2 separate regions of the Mus musculus genome follow, and region 1 is linked to region 2. A link is a contact called in public Hi-C data. All regions are on one chromosome and are shown on one strand. The core of a region is the stretch at or near the end of the contact, and the rest is flanking DNA. Distances in the headings are between cores, read along the strand shown.

Region 1 (3,457 bases), core at 172-2,671, 34 kb before region 2:
CAGTAGATGTTATCTACAACTAATTTATTTATCAGAGCAGAACAGATTGGGATTCTAAAGGACAATGGAGTGAAGACTTTCAGGGGAATGTGATGTGAAAACAGAAAGTTAGAGGGGGAAGGTGTGTGTGTGGGGTGGTTCATCATGGAAGGCAGCCTGGGTTAGTGCTTAGGGAGAATACAGCATGGAGGGAAACCATACAACAGGGGAACTAATAAAGTTGGAAAGATATATATATATGAAAATTCCAAAATCCTTGCTTGCCTAATGGGGGGAACTTTCTACCCCAAGTAACAATTTTCTCACACCTAGACATAACGCTTATAACTTCTTCCTGTGATTGAACAATGCTGGCAGAAATGTAAGTGATATCAAGTGACGCCGTATTGCCATTTTATACTTTGAAACTCTGACCCAGATTTCAAAGAGCTCTGCTAAGAAGTGTTTATGCAACCACAGTTAATCATAGAACAGGGTTCGATGGCCCAAGAGCAGAACTATGGAATGCCTTTGCATATTTGGGTCACGGTACACTGTCAAGAGTTCACATTTGTGCAATGCTGGTTAATATAAAGTGCTGGACTGTATTACACGTTATCTTTACGAATAAATGACGTGGGATCCATATGTGAAATAACTTATGTGTGCCTACATTATGCCGAAAATACTTTTTCAGCCATTATCTCTGATGCCACCTCAAGCCCGAGGTGTACAGTAACTTAATTGGACAGAATACAAAAGGCACACATCATCTAGGCTAACTCCTACCCGCTGGGCGGACAGTCCTAGGCATTCTGTTTCTGCCCCCACGCAGCTTGGAAGACAGACAATATGGGTTGCCCTATCTGACCAAACCGGTTTGACTCCAGGGAGGGAAGCTCAGGCCTCACTGAAACAGTGAGCACCTGTGGATGCATTGGTTGCTCACTGGCGTCTGTTTCGCGGTCCTTTAAAGACCTTTCTCCATGGGTTTAGCTTTCAAGCCCCGAGCACAAGACAAGGCAATCGCAACTCCTTCCACCCGGGCACCAACACTACGCTTATTAAAATAAAGTAGCTCGCCGCTATTTCATAAGCAGACGCCCACGGGGACCAGGTGGGGAGGATACCGGGACCGTGAGCAATGGGCCAGACGTTTCTAGCAATTTCGCTGGCCGTGACGTCATCTTAGCGCACCATCACGGTGCCTGGCAGAAACCCCGTTTGCATTTCTTTCAACGAAGAACGGGAGACGCGAAGTGGGTTAAGTTCTCCCGCCATGCCCAGCACTCCATCGACCTTGAGGAGCCCGCGCTTCGTCCGCCGGCTAGAAAAGGATCGAGCGCTGCCATGCATGAGTCGGCTCCTTGGCCAACGCGCTACCCGGCGTGCCTCGCGCGGCCGGCCGCCAGGAGTCGGCGCGGCTACCAGCGCGTTACCCAGAGTGCCCTGCGCGGCGCCGGCGACGAGCGTGGGGGAGGTGCGGGAGGAGGAAGCGGCGGCGACGCGGAGAGTCCCCGCGTCCACACGGCAGCCGATCGCCCACCCGGGGCCTGCACCCGCAGCCCGCGTCCACGCACCCTCGGCGGCCCCGCAGCCTGTCACGCCTCGCGGACCCGGCCGCAGCCCGCAGTGTCGCGCTCGCCTGAGTCACCGCCATGGCCGAGAGCGCAGAGAGCGGCGGCCCACCGGGCGCGCAGGACAGTGCGGCCGACGGCGGCCCCGCAGAGCCCAAGATCATGAAGGTCACGGTGAAGACGCCTAAAGAGAAGGAGGAGTTTGCCGTGCCCGAGAACAGCTCGGTCCAGCAGGTGAGGGCGCCGGCCGGGCAGCCGCCGCGTCGCTGACGGGGCGGGAAGGGCGGCCTGGCCGGGCGGCGGCCCCGGGCAGCTCCGGTCGGACCCCGCTGGGTTCCGCTGCGTGAGCTGTGCGGGGCCGGGCCGGGCGAGCCGCGCGGCCTGGGCTGGGCTGCGCCGCGGCCGCCGAGCTCCGGGCCCCGGGCCCCCACTTCTCACAAAGGGCCGGGCGCTGCGGGGCGGCTGGGCGCGGGCGGCGCTCGTCCTTTGGCCAGGCTGGGTGGGGGGTCATTGTTTCACCTGCCTGCTAATTGGGGAGATTTAGGAGTGAGAAGCACGTGGAGGGTTGGTTCTCGGTTTTGAATGCTGAACTCCTTCCCATCTTCGAGCCTCCTATATAAAAATTATGACGTGGAACTTGTTTTCAGTCGCATTGTGATAGCTCACGCCTGAAAGGAGAAAAGTAAATGACTTTGATTCATTGGCGACTTGCTGTTTCTGTTACAATACTTCCGTCATCGCTTAGCTGCCAGTCATCGGATAGGTTATTGTTTGATCTTTAGGGAGACGAGACAGACACCTAGCTGGGTCTTAGCAGTTGGTTGCAAGGAACCTGCAAGAAAGCACAGTAGGTGATAAGGGGAATTCTTATCAAGTAATTGCTTTAAAGTCTATTCAGGCAAACAAGCCTTGCAGTTAATTAAGAGCCTTGGGAGAACCAATCATGTATGTTTCAACACAGTCTAGGGCACTTGAATTGTTGACAGTATCAAACATTGTAAACAGTCTTATGCGAGGAAGCAAAGTATCAACCACTGGAATGTACTTTTAAGTTCTCTCAAGGTTTATCTAGTTCCAAAGGTGAGGTCGGGTTTTTCTGAAGCAGGAGGGTGTGTGGCACCATTGAGAGAAACTCTTGTTGATTGGATCATTACCATTGTTTGTTAACGCTGCTATAAAAAATTTTACCTTCTTTATATTCCCAGCAGGTCTGTATGTCACCCACAATTGACATTTTCCAGCCTTTTCTGCATCATGCATCTCTTATTTCTAAAAATACACTTTAAAGTTGTAAATATCAGTATTACCCTTATAAGGTCGGCAAGCAGCATGGGTGTTAGTGGCTTGAGAACAACTTTTTTTGAAAAATGGTATTCCACTTATGTTTGAGGTGCGATGATGGGACATGGTTGCCTTTGCTGGTTTTTGCAGACCCGTCTACACCTGTGTCAGCCAAGCACGTGACAGCTGAAGTCTGTTACAGTTGACGGCACACTTTTCGTCTTCCGTTTTCTCTTCAGTCGAGCTTTTGTCACCTCTGAAGATTTTTATTTTCCCAACAGAGTTTGAGTTTGCATAAACAGAGTCCTCTCTAATGTGGTCTTTTGGATAAGGCTTTTTTTCTTCTTTCTCTCACTCAGCATATTTTTTTGAGATTCATCCTTGAGAAGGTCTGTACCCCTCCCACCACAGAGATCTGCATACTAGGCACAGCCTCCAGTCTACCACTGAACCAAGTCCTCAGCTCAGTACTTAACTGCTCAGTGCCTTTCCATGAATGTGCCATAATCTGCCAGGGTTTTTTCAGCTGGTTGTAGTTCTTGAGAACAGCAGCCTCATATAAATCCTTTAGAGACCATATGCTTTTTATCTGTATTAGAAGAGCTCTGGTTACACTTTAG
Region 2 (3,073 bases), core at 371-2,870:
TTTTTTGTTTTGTTTTTAAATAAATTTTTAGCTAGTATGTTCAACACCCCCGGAATGCAGAGCCTGCTGCAGCAGATAACTGAGAACCCACAGCTCATGCAGAACATGCTGTCCGCCCCATACATGAGGAGCATGCTGCAGTCCCTGAGCCAGAACCCCGACCTTGCTGCGCAGGTGAGCTTGTGGCTGTGCTGAGAGTGTTCTGAACTAAACAGGCCTGTGGTATCCTCTCCGCACGTTGGCTTGTGCTCTCTCAGAACACTAGAGATGTGGACACTGCACCTCCAGCTTTGGGGGCAGTTTTAGTTCAGATATACTTGAAACAATCTCATGTCTGCCATTTGTTGATGAGATGTACTTTTAAAAACAAAACCAGGCATTTTTAGGGAACCTGCTCTGATCACTGCTGCTCCCCAGTGTGGTGTTTGGTGCTAGCTCTCGGGGTGGTGGTTGTGGATGGAGATGGAGCAGCAGCACCCTTCCTGTGCCTGAACAGCTGGAGGGAGTACAGTGAGCACCCACGTGGTCACTGCTGGAGGAATGTAGCTTACAGTGTGCTCTGGGTGCTTACAGCACTCTGTTAAGTTTAAAAGCTTCTCTTCTTTCATTATGAAATGGTTTTTATTTTCAAAATCCTGCAGCCACACTGCTACAAGGGTATAGCAGATGTCGTTGAGGTAGGGTCGGTCCTTGGTGATGACTTATGTAACAACAAATACTTAAAGGACAATGCATCTGGATAATGTTAATCTCAAAACGTGCATGGTATGGGTTGTTGTGTGGTTTTGTGAATTTATTAATTAAGTGCTTGATGTTAATGCGTGCTAAGCATTTTTGTCACTTGGGTCCCTGAGATGTGGAGGTGTGTGAAGTGACCTATATTTTCAAGTATGTATTCAGTTAACCCTGAGTGTGTGCCTTATCCTTGGTTCCTCGTTAGTGAGCACACTCTTGTCTGTAGGGGACCTGGGTGCTTCGCAGCTGTTGTCTGCTAGCAGTAAAGCAAAACCCTGGCAGTCAAGGTGATGCCCTTATGATAGAGTCCTTCCCAGCTTACAGTGTGCTCTGATGCCGCTGCTCACGTTCATAGTGGGTATTCTTTTCAACTTAAATATTTAATTATGTTAAATGTAGAAACTGAATTGTGGAATGGAGGTTCAGGTAAGTGAGGAAAATATAATAAGTATGATAAATAAAAAGGTGTGTATGTGTGAGTGTGTGTGTGAGACAAGCTTTTTCTATACTAGTTGAGTAATTTAAGATGAAAGTAAATGTGGTAACTGATTAACAGCCTCGTAACAAACGAGCATTTGCCCGGAAGACTTAAAAAGAGGCGTCCCTGGCCTGGAGCAGGTTCTGGTAATTTGCTGCTTACTCTAAAGTACACTCTGTATCCATAAGACACCAACTGTTTCCTGCTTTGAAATTAAATAATCCACTTTGAAGGAGGGATGGGAGAAGTTGTTTTTTTTTTAAGACAGGATTTACATACAGTTGTTATTTAGTATGGTTGCCTAATTGAGGGCAAAGATCATTTCCTCCCCAGACTTTGGACAGGTAAAGGGGCCATCAGTAATCTTTGGGAAGCAATATGCAATTTGTCTTTTTTGAACCTTGTAGTTTCTGGTTTGCTTATTGTGCATGACGGTCTCACCCCAGGCAGTCACATCATGTTAATACTGGTCATACGTTGACGGCTAGGTGTCCCCCGTTTTTACTGTGGTGCTAGTGAAGTGGAAGCCAGACGTTAGTTAATCTCGGTGTTCTTTCTCATTTACCTCTCTGCGGCTTAGGTATCTAAGCACTTCCCTGAGGATGGCTGGTGCTAGTTTGGACTGGTTTTCACCTAGCAGCTCCATTTCTCTGACAAGTTGATTGCTGCTTTGTGGTTATTCTGGACCTAACAGCAACTGTTAGTGGTGGGCAGGCAGATCCAATGGTCTTAGACCTGGGTGTTCTCTCTGCTTGCTGTTTGTGTGTTGAAGTTTCTAAGCAAGCCATGTTTAAGCTGTTACATATTGATGTTTCTTTTACTCTGTAGTGTAGCAGAAAGCATATCTTCCTGAGAGCCTGGCACTCCCAGGTTTTTTCTTTTCAAAGGCAGAAATTCACACCTTTGTTCAAGGAAAAGGAGACAAAACAATTGCTTTTATTTTTTTAGGGCACTGCATGTCATCCATCACCCACCATTCTCGTTGAAAGAGAAGATGCCTGCCTGCCTGCCTTCTTTCCTTCCTTCCTTCCTCTCTTCTTCCTTCCTTCCTTCCTTCCTTCCCTTCATTTCTTCCCCTGAGCTCCTTGTGGATAGAACTTCCCTGCCTTTTTTTTATTTCTGTTCTCCCTCCCTTTAAGTGCCAATTTAGGCACTTGGAGGAAGGTAGAAATTAAACCAGGTACCTTACTTGTTTCAGATATTTCCAGTTAAAATTGTTTGAATACTTGCCCCATAGATGATGCTGAATAATCCCCTATTTGCTGGAAATCCTCAGCTTCAAGAACAAATGAGACAACAGCTCCCAACTTTCCTCCAACAAGTGAGTAAGAGAAGACGCTGCTGTCCTTGTAATGCTCTGCTTGAAAGGTTTGGTGGTGAGCGAGAGTGTCCTTCTCCGTGGCTGACAGATAGCACAGTGCACAGGAGCGTGTGGTTCCACCCTCTAGTAGGCACTGAGCCTGACCCTCCCGGACCATGTCACTCCTCCTATGAGTTGAGAACTGTGTTGCTTTTGCGCATGAGGATTTAGGGTTCTGAACGCCTTGTTGATATCATAGGCCATTTCCCTTCACTGTGCTAACCTTGAAGTGCATCTTTACACACACTGTACAGTTCGGACTAGTTTTGAGTGATAGGAAGGTGCTGCCCTCAGGTTGGCTTTTGTTGTAATGTCTCATTTTCTTCCAAATTAGTAGAATGCTTGTTCTCTAGGAGTAGACCTCATTTTCTCACAATCAGAATTAGTGAGTTGGTGTTGTCACCTAAGGAAGGTTTAAAAAAACACTTCCCAAGATTGTCACAGTGCTATTTAGAAACATAAAAGTGGTGTTGGTGTTTCTGAAACTGATAGTTGTCGGG

The links. A called contact is a pair of places that touch in the nucleus more often than the background predicts.
Region 1: a Hi-C map of liver shows a contact between it and region 2, with 3 times the contacts expected there. The contact joins the promoter of Ubqln1 here to the enhancer-like site in region 2. A contact is called at or near these places in 3 of 39 promoter capture datasets (the HPC-7 cell line, hematopoietic stem and progenitor cells and liver), 1 of 15 datasets of contacts at CTCF or cohesin (CD8 T cells), 39 of 484 Hi-C or Micro-C datasets (B cells, CD4 T cells, CD8 T cells and 29 more), 17 of 115 datasets of contacts at active chromatin or transcription factors (the 230-238 cell line, the SCID.adh cell line, SST interneurons and 9 more) and 4 of 9 other capture datasets (adipose tissue, embryonic stem cells, liver and 1 more).

Annotation. Positions count from the first base shown.
Region 1 is chr13:58,213,617-58,217,073 of GRCm38.p6, reverse strand. It overlaps Ubqln1 (ubiquilin 1), which reads left to right and starts at 1,421. Exons shown (of 11, transcript NM_026842.4): 1 at 1,421-1,790. The coding sequence starts at 1,638.
Region 2 is chr13:58,180,283-58,183,355 of GRCm38.p6, reverse strand. It overlaps Ubqln1 (ubiquilin 1), which reads left to right. Exons shown (of 11, transcript NM_026842.4): 7 at 32-174; 8 at 2,451-2,534. Among named protein-coding and RNA genes, the nearest start is that of Idnk, 24 kb to the right of the region's middle. Within about 2 kb of position 1,620, at least 12 of the 459 cell types and tissues checked have an H3K27ac peak or open chromatin away from gene starts, as enhancers often do. A contact at or near this core is called in intestinal villus epithelium and liver, where this site is marked.